2 separate regions of the Mus musculus genome follow, and region 2 is linked to region 1. A link is a contact called in public Hi-C data. All regions are on one chromosome and are shown on one strand. The core of a region is the stretch at or near the end of the contact, and the rest is flanking DNA. Distances in the headings are between cores, read along the strand shown. Region 1 overlaps Kcnma1 (potassium large conductance calcium-activated channel, subfamily M, alpha member 1). Region 2 overlaps Kcnma1 (potassium large conductance calcium-activated channel, subfamily M, alpha member 1).

What was found. Hi-C and Micro-C count contacts between places; a contact is called where the count stands out from the background.
Region 2: a contact with region 1 is called in a Hi-C map of the 63-12 cell line, with 2.9 times the contacts expected there. The contact joins two enhancer-like sites. A contact is called at or near these places in 7 of 484 Hi-C or Micro-C datasets (the 63-12 cell line, cerebellar granule neurons, embryonic fibroblasts and 4 more) and 1 of 9 other capture datasets (pancreatic islet).

What each region holds. Positions count from the first base shown.
Region 1 is chr14:23,578,393-23,582,739 of GRCm38.p6, reverse strand. The region is part of intron 5 of Kcnma1 (potassium large conductance calcium-activated channel, subfamily M, alpha member 1); the gene reads left to right. Among named protein-coding and RNA genes, the nearest start is that of Gm51422, 70 kb to the left of the region's middle. Within about 2 kb of position 1,754, at least 3 of the 459 cell types and tissues checked have an H3K27ac peak or open chromatin away from gene starts, as enhancers often do. A contact at or near this core is called in the 63-12 cell line, where this site is marked.
Region 2 is chr14:23,724,369-23,728,715 of GRCm38.p6, reverse strand. All of the region lies in intron 2 of Kcnma1 (potassium large conductance calcium-activated channel, subfamily M, alpha member 1), which reads left to right. Among named protein-coding and RNA genes, the nearest start is that of Gm51422, 76 kb to the right of the region's middle. Within about 2 kb of position 2,060, at least 3 of the 459 cell types and tissues checked have an H3K27ac peak or open chromatin away from gene starts, as enhancers often do. A contact at or near this core is called in the 63-12 cell line, where this site is marked.

The sequences.
Region 1 (4,347 bases), core at 505-3,004:
GAGGAATGTACAATCTAAAAGAAAAGTTGCTTCTATGACCAAAATAAGGCTGGATGTGTTCATATTGTGCATATGCGTATGTATGTTTGTTATTGTGCCTATAATTAATAGGAGTAAGTGGTCTACCAAGCAAGTCTGAGATGCATGTCATTTCAGGTCCATTTGAGGAAACCAAGACTTGTAGATGTTAAGTTACTAATTGCTGAGAATCACAAAGTTAAGTGGCAAAGCCAGCCTCTAAACTCAGGCAACCCACCTCCAAAGTCCAGGTTCCTCCTGTAATTCTATGCTGCTGCTCAAATGCTAATCGCACCCAACTGTTATAGTTACACACAAAAGGAGTACCATCCAACCAAACTGACTGTGAGATGCAGCCTTCCCTTGTTCCAGTGACCTGACAAAGCCAGAGGGACCTTCTAACAGAGTGTTCCACATGGTCCCAGTTGAGAAAAAATGAGGAAGAAAAATAGAAAACTCAGTCACTATTTAAAGCCTAAATTAATTCTAGTTCTATGACTAAGCTGGCTTTTCAGAGATCCTTCTCTTTGCAGTTGGCCTTGTAGAGTAAGAAGGTCCATTTTAAATACATTTCCAGATTCTTAATAAAAAAAAATAGTTAATGTCATTACTGTTGGTCTGATTTGCAATGGCATTAGAGATGTGTGCTCTTTTGATCTAAATATTAGTGTTCGCCAAATTCACATGTAGAAGCTTCACCCTAAACCTGCATCGTTAGAAGGAGTAGCATCTAGATGGTGATTAGGTCATGACAATGGGGCACCCAGAATAGTATTACTGCATATGTTGGTACCTTGACCCAAGGACACTTCACCCTCCAGATTTGTGAGCAATACATCTATGTTGTTATAAATTATCCAGTAAAGGTATTTTGATGTAGATGCTTGAAGGGACCAAAACATAGGGCCACACCCTTTGTTTGAATTTTTTGAGAGGGAAAGAGAGAGAGAGAGAGGGAGAGAGAGAGAGAGAGAGAAAGAGAGAGAGAGAGAGAATTCATTGATACTGTGAACATTAGTAATAGCATTGAGACTAAAGTATGATTAAAGTTGCTAAAGTGTGGCGAGATAAATAAGTCCTTTGCTAAGCTCTGTCTCCATGGTTGGACTTTGAATGAAGGCAGTCCCAGCAAAGCAGACTGGTGAAAGTTTAGATGAATTTCAGGAAGCAGATTGCTGTTCTGGTAGCTGCTGTACTTGCTAAATCTGCTCCTGGAGAAATTACACCTCTTGAAGAGATTTCCAGTTGTGTCCCCTTGATATTGCTTTGTCAGGGATGTGCTTTAAATAAGATGTCCTCCGTAGGGAGCAGGGATTCTAAATCCTCATCGACTTGCATGGCTGTTATATGCCAAATTGGAAATAACTTCCTGAAATGAATGTCTTCAAGGAATGAATTCAGCAGGAGGTTTTCACAGATGCCAGAATCTCTTCAGATGGTTCCGCTTGACCGGGGTGTTATTAGAACAATCTCCTTGGGCAAACTAAATCTCTGGGACTGGACATATTTACCTTTGCAGCATCTAAAAACATAGCAATAATAAAACTCTCAATTCTTCCTTGAGATCTAAGCCTGATAGTCTGGCCTGGGTAGTGAAATGGGAACTGAGAACTGAATGCTAGTTAGAAGCTCAGGGACAGAATAGCTCTTATTCAACTGCTCCCGTGTGTTCCCGTGACTTAACCGCGGGAAGGTGTGCATGTTGCCTTGTGAGACACCAATGCTATATTCAAATGTGCTCGTTATGTTACAGTTCCAGCAATGTGAAGGAAAGCTAGTATCTGAGTGCTGAGTGGGTTACAGGGCTCTAAAGACAAATGGTTTTTTTCCCTAGGGAGTTAGAACTGAAGCTATCACCAACATGCCTGCAGACCTGGAGACTTAGGAAGTGAAAACTGTCAATCTAAACCTCCACACCTTGCTTTCCTAAAGAGAGAATGAAGGATGCTTTTACAATCTGTTTCTTATGCAGGCTCCAATGACCTTAGCAGGATTTTAGAATATCCTGGAGAACATAGGCACCTCCTACTGCTGAGGCTAGACTGCATGTATTTCAACTTGCCTATATACCAATCAGAGCCACCAGAATGGTTTCAGATTCCCTGAAGAAGTCCAGTAGGCAGCCAGCATTGAGGAATCTCTCACTTGATGCTTTTTAAATGAGAGGCACATACCAAACCTTAGGAAAAAATTTTATACACACAAACATGCACACGCACGTGCGCATGCACACACACACACACACACATACACACACACACACACACATACACACACACACACACACACACACACACACACACACACCTTCTAAAATCTCTTGTTAGACCCTCTAGAGACAAGTAAGGAGAATTTTTATAGAGCACAGATGAACATGGATGGATATTCTAGAGGACTGCTTCTGAAACTTCAGTGCCTCTCAGAACCACCCAGAGGTCTGGTTCAACCCCAGGTTTAGGCAGTGTGTGTGTAAGGCACACATACAGTGCGTGTGTAAGGCAGTGTGTGTGTAAGGGCAGAGGTAGAGGGTTTTCCTATAGGGTCCCAGCGACGAAGGTCCAGAAACTGTGCTTTGAGGTCTGTGGGTCCATCTTACTAGGATGTCGAACTTGAATTCTAGAAGTGTCTGCTATGCCAACTATCAAGATTCTCTTACTTCCAGAAACCTTGCTGTTTTAGGCTTCCAGATGTCAGGTTTTACAGAAATTCTGTACTTTGGGGACTGAAGCCAAAGCATTCACATATTGAGATATATCTAGTATATTGTATCCCACGTTATAACTTCAAATGGATCAGTTAAGCCCTTTTAGAAAGTCTTCGGTTTCCTTCTGTGCAGTTCCCTTTAAAGCTCCTCCAAGTCCTAGGTTGCAGCAAGAGGGGATCCCTGGCTCTTGTTTCTTTCCACGTTTGGTTGATGCTCTTCCTTCCCAACCTCCTGAGATTGGGTTAGGGCCAGCTCGTGGCATGTTGGAGATAACAGAGAGAAGACTGCTAAGGGAGGTTCCAGACTCACTTCTTTTCCGTTCTCTGGGGTCTGACCTGTCTCCTCTGTCAAGGATAGAGCCCCTTAGACTGCCAGTCTCGGGAATAGGTCTTGTATGGCCTTATTCCTAGGATAACTCATTTTAACTAGCTTTATTCTTTCTACTTTATCTTCCCTGGAGATACCTTAGGCCTGGAGATAGAACTGCATGGTGGGTGATAGACACCTATCTCCCTTTCCCTAAGATGTATTTGTTATTGATGAAGTTTAATACTGAGATAAGTGACTCTTTGATTACATATCAGAATCACAGAGTTCAACTTCTCTTTCTCTCTCTCTCCCTCTCTCTCTCTCTCCCTCTCTCTTTCTCCCCCCTCTCTCTCCCTCTCTCTTTCTCCCTCTCTCTCTGTCTCTCCCTCTCTCTCTCTCCCTGTCTCTCTCTTTCTCTCTCTTCCTGTCTCCCTCTCTCTCTTCCTGTCTCCCTCTCTCTCTTCCTGTTTCCCTCTCTCTCCCTCTCCTCTCTCTCCCCTCTCTCTCCCTCCCCCTCTCTCTCCCTGTCTCTCTCTCCCTGTCTCTCTCTCCCCCTCTCTCTCCCTGTCTCTCTCTCTCTCTCTCTCTCTCTCTCTGATCAAGTAGCAATGTATCAGCCTGTCTTATATAAGGTAAAATTAACTTGATATTTCCTAGTATACAAAAAAAAATATTCCCCTGGCCAGATTGGATGTACCCTTCCTCCTCCTCCTCTTCTTCTCTTGCCCCTCCTCACCCTCCACCCCATACTCCCCATCCCCCCTCTTTACTCTCCCTCTCCCCCTCTTTCTTCTCTTTTCATACGAGGCACTGAACCTAGGGTCCTGCTCATGCCTGTTTGGCCATGAGGATAGATCCTCGATGCCCTTTTTACTCTTTGTTTTGAGATAGGATGGCACTAAGTTGTCCAGGCTGTCTATGACGTCACTAAGCTCAGTCTTTGAGTGAGCTCCTCCAGCTTCTGCTCCTAGGGCAGCTGGGATTGCAGCCATGCACATAGCCAGGCTCTGACGAGCCCTTCTTTTTTGTCAAAGCTCCAGTCTTTGTCTTACACTGTCTACAGTCCCCTTTCGCTTTTATTAATTGCCTTTCTGAGGATCTCTTTTCCCAGATTCCAGCTATCTGGTTAGCAGTTACCAGTTACTAAGCTCCCACTCTGCTTGCCCATATACTCCTTCTCTATGACTTCCATAGTCCCCCATTACTCACTGCGTACCTGAACTTAACCAGACTAGCTCTGGCCTCATTCAAAACTGTCAGTCTTTTCATTGTAGGTTGTCTTTGATGGGGCTGCACATCTACAAGTGATGTATGCA
Region 2 (4,347 bases), core at 811-3,310, 150 kb before region 1:
TATGAAGTTCTAATTTGGGATGCAGATAATTGGGCACAATAGAAGCTTAGAAAAGGCAGAATAGTATAAATGTTTTGTGGGCACTGCAAATGTGGTAGTAAAATAGCATTAGTCAGCCAGCAACAATTAGGGCCATGGAAATAGAAAGGATGGTGAGGATAGCCATACATAAAGAGCTTTCTGAAGGAAGGCTGACTTTCAGATTTGCGAACTGTGTGAATGAGTGAATGGTTGATCTTGACATCACTGCTAAGCAGTCTCTTCCAGGTTCTGAGCATGTGGTTAACAGGCAGCTCTATTCTCAGTACTGGAGGAGACCCCCAAATCAAATAGCCATCCTCCTACATGATAAGGACTGGATTCAGGTCAACCTCAGAGAAGCTTTTGAGATCATAGAATGAGGTCAACTTCAATACACAGTGCCAAAGGTTTGGCTTCATTTAAAAAGCCAGAGGAAGCCATAATAGGATTGTGAGTTAGAGACTTACCTGGCTGGATCACTTATTTAGGTGAAACTGCTGGTGCTGTTGAAAATGGGATGGAGATAAGAAAACCCATAGAAAAACTGCAGAGATGGCATGAGAGTATGTGCTGCTCTTGCCAAGGACCCAGATTTGGTTCCTGATATCCTCATGATGTCTCACAACCGTGTGTAATTCCAGTTCTTGGGGATCTGATGCCCTCTTCTGGCCAAACACTTCGTCATATAAAATAAAAATGAATCATAAAAAAGACATTTGGAGGGGCTGGAAAGATGGTCCAGCAGTTAAGAGCACTGGCTGTTCTTCCAGAGGTCCCAAGTTTAATTCCCAGCAATCACAACCATATATAATAGTATCCAATGTCCTCTTCTGGCACACAGATGTGCATACAGAGAGAGTACTCATATACATAAAATAAATAAATAAATATTTTTAAAAAAGACATCGGAGGCAGGGCAGGCATGCAGAACAAATCACAGCCAAGGCAGCATCAGGATCAATGCAGAGATGAGGCAGAAGGGAGTGAAGGGCTCCAGTAGGTGTTCATGGCTAGTTCATTTGGAGGCAGTTGATAGCTGGCCTGGTATACCATCATTCTTTCCATTCCTGCTTATTCTTTTCATGGGATCAGGGACTGGAGACTTATTAATGCTATTCTTTGGCTTGGTTATGTGCCCAAGATCAAAGCTCCCAAAAACCAGATCTCATGACTGCCAAAGGCTATTTCTGCATTTGGAGCAGTTCTGTTTGCGTTAACTTCCCAGCCATCACTATTCTCCTCAATTCCCTGTGCTGAGGTTAGGCACTGCTGAATGGCAGGGTACCCTTCCTGTGGAGGGGAAGAAGGGGAGAGATTCAGCAGACTCCAAGAAAAATATTAACTTGACATTTAGCGAAAGGGTAAACTGGTTTATTGCACTGCAACAGAGATGTTTGCATTCTGAGTTGCCTCCTGTTTTCATCCTCTTGGTGGTCTGGCTAGGATGTGGTCTTGACTATGTAAATCAATGTGGTAATGACATAAGGCAGCTATTTAGTTCGAAGTCGATTCCCAACCCCACCCCGGCCTCCTACCACCCACACCCAGCGACCCCAAGGTTTTAATGATTGCTGAGAGTCACTTTCTGACATTTTCTTCCCTGATATTTCTAAAGTTGTAACCCAACACAACCAATGTGTACAACTGGACATGCATGTTGTAATAGGACACCTTGGGTTCCTTTGCTGCCTCCACCCTGTCCTGGATTTCCAGCTACCAACAGTAACCACCTGTGGGCAGGAAGGAGCACTGAAGGAACAGTGCATCAGGAGTAAGGGGAAATAGAACAAAGTGTCTCCCAGAGCTGTGTAAGGCTTTATCTTTAAAGGGCCTCTGTTCCTTTATTATCTCACAGTGATACTGAAATGAACCAGGCAGGTCCTTCTCTATGGAAGAAAGCAAAGCCTTAGGCTCTTGGATACCAATAATGTGCCAGGCTTGATACAACTCTATAAACCTTCTTCCAGAGAGTTAGTTCACTTTGTCACTAACAGAAAAGTTCAAATCCCAGCAATCATAGTTCCCAAGTAAGACTGCTTTCTTCTTTGTTGAGCCACGGTAGTCTCAGGATAGAGAATAACTCCTATGTTGGTGGGAACCTTGTGGTCTATTGAGACGATGGAATGGATCAGTCTCTAATGAGTCTTCAAGAAGTCTATAGTAATGCCAAAGCTACACTCTTCCTGTTTACCTCCTGGGTGGGGTGGGTATGTATGTGGGAGCAGGCATATGCATCCATACATGTGTGTACAGAAGCCAGATGCCAATGTCAAATACCTTCCCCTATAACTCTTCATTTTGAGCCCCTCTCTCACTAAATCATTACCAATTTGGCTAGACTGGCTGCTCAGAGCATCATGAACCTATTTTCTCTGCCCGTATCTCTAGCATCGTGCTTTTAGATGTTCACTCACTCCTGTCTCTGGCTTTTATGTGGGTGCCAGCGGCACTCAGGCCCTTGTACTGGGGCAGCAGGCTCTTTAAACACAGCATAATCTTCCTATCCCCGACATGAGGTTTTTTTTTTTCATTCTTTCTTTCTTTTTTCTTTTTTTTTTAAAAAAGGGACATGTATGTATTGGAATAGAGTTGACCTTACTTGATCTGCATTCACACTTTAATATCATTGTTGATCCTCAGGGAAAAACCTTTTCAACCTTTTCACATTATGGAATTCTTGTGCTAGTGAGGACCTTAGATATTGCTATAGTACAAAGGCTACAAAATGGCTGAACATCGGAATGCCCTGGGGGGGGGGTTGCCAGCCTGGACTGACTAAATGTAAATGTGTAGAGTTGATAGTTTATTTTTAACTGTCACTCTTCCTTCTAGTGTTTGGGAACAGTGATCTGGCTTATCTTCCAGCTCCCAGGCAGGATGTTCACAGTGAGATTTCCCCAGTAGGGATACTCTTGGCCGGCCCTCACACCCTTCCTTCTGTTTCTAAGGAACATGGCTCTTGCCCACTTGAGGTAACCGTATATGATTTCTCTTCTCTTTTTAAAGCACAAAGGGTAGTTCCTGTTGGCAAAGGGAAGAGCAGAAACGTTCAGCTTCTGATACATCTGTGCACACATCTGTGTTCGGCACTCCCTCACCACCTCTAGTAATTATCTGATGAAGATCTTGAAGGACAAACTTCAATGAGGAGAATGCAGAGCATCAAGCAGAATAGCACCATAAGGTCTCTTAACCTCTAAGAATTCATAACAAGTATAGAAATATATTAATAACCACCAGATGACCGTGCTCTTCCGTACAGTACTTATGATTCTGACAGCTGGGTGGCTTATGAGCAAAAATGACGGGCATGGGCTTTACTGCTACCCTGAGTCAATGTCCTGCCTGATTGTCTGTGCCTTCTCTTGTTCTTGTTGTAGTTCTCTTGAGTACATGTCCTCAGTTCTCTCTCTGTTATTTTTGCATCTCTGGTCCAGAGTGTGGGATGTCTGGACAGCAAGATAGGTCTGTGTGGCAACTGTAGGACATCAGAGGCGTAGAGCATTAGATGGCACTAGTGGTACCCACTTCCTTCTCCATGTTTGCCTGGTATCTTAGCCTCAGCTTCGATATCACCTTGAGATGATGGAGGCCAGATGTCAAAATGTCAGAGCCACAAATTAAACCAGCTTTGATCCCCAAGTTATTTCTTTTGAAAAACATAAACTTGGAGAGCCATCGACAAAAGGGGACTTTACATGATTAAGAAATAAGGATTAGGGGCTAGCTAGATGGGTTGGCAGTTAAGGACACTTGTTGCTATTGCAGAGGACCATGGTTTGTTTCCCAGCACACACATGGCAGCTCAAAACTGTCTGTCTATAAGGGCAGTCCCGAGGGATGCAACACCCTCTTCTGTCCTGTCTGGAGAGCACAAAACACACATGTGGTACACAGACATACATGGAGGCCAAAAATTGAAATATATAAAATTAAAGTAAATCTAATATTTTTAAAAGATGAAATAAGAATTAAATTTGAAATCTTGGGATTTCAGGGGTCACTTTATTTCCATGGTATAACCTTGCCTCTCCTAAACACTACAGTTGGTATCTGCCTGTGGCCGACCTCACGGGTAAGGCTTTCGATTCTATTATTTGCAGGTTGTTTCTCCTCTTAAAAACTGAATGGAACGAGACCTTTCCAGGAATCCTCTCAAGCTGCAGTAATGGTTTACTGAAGCAGAAAGAACATGGTTATTTTGAGTCACAAAAGAAATAACAAAGCAAAACAAACTTAGGATGGTTGCCTTCCCTTCTAAAATGTAATTAAAAAAACAGAGGCATATGGACAAGGGGAAAATACCAACAACACTGCCTGATCTGG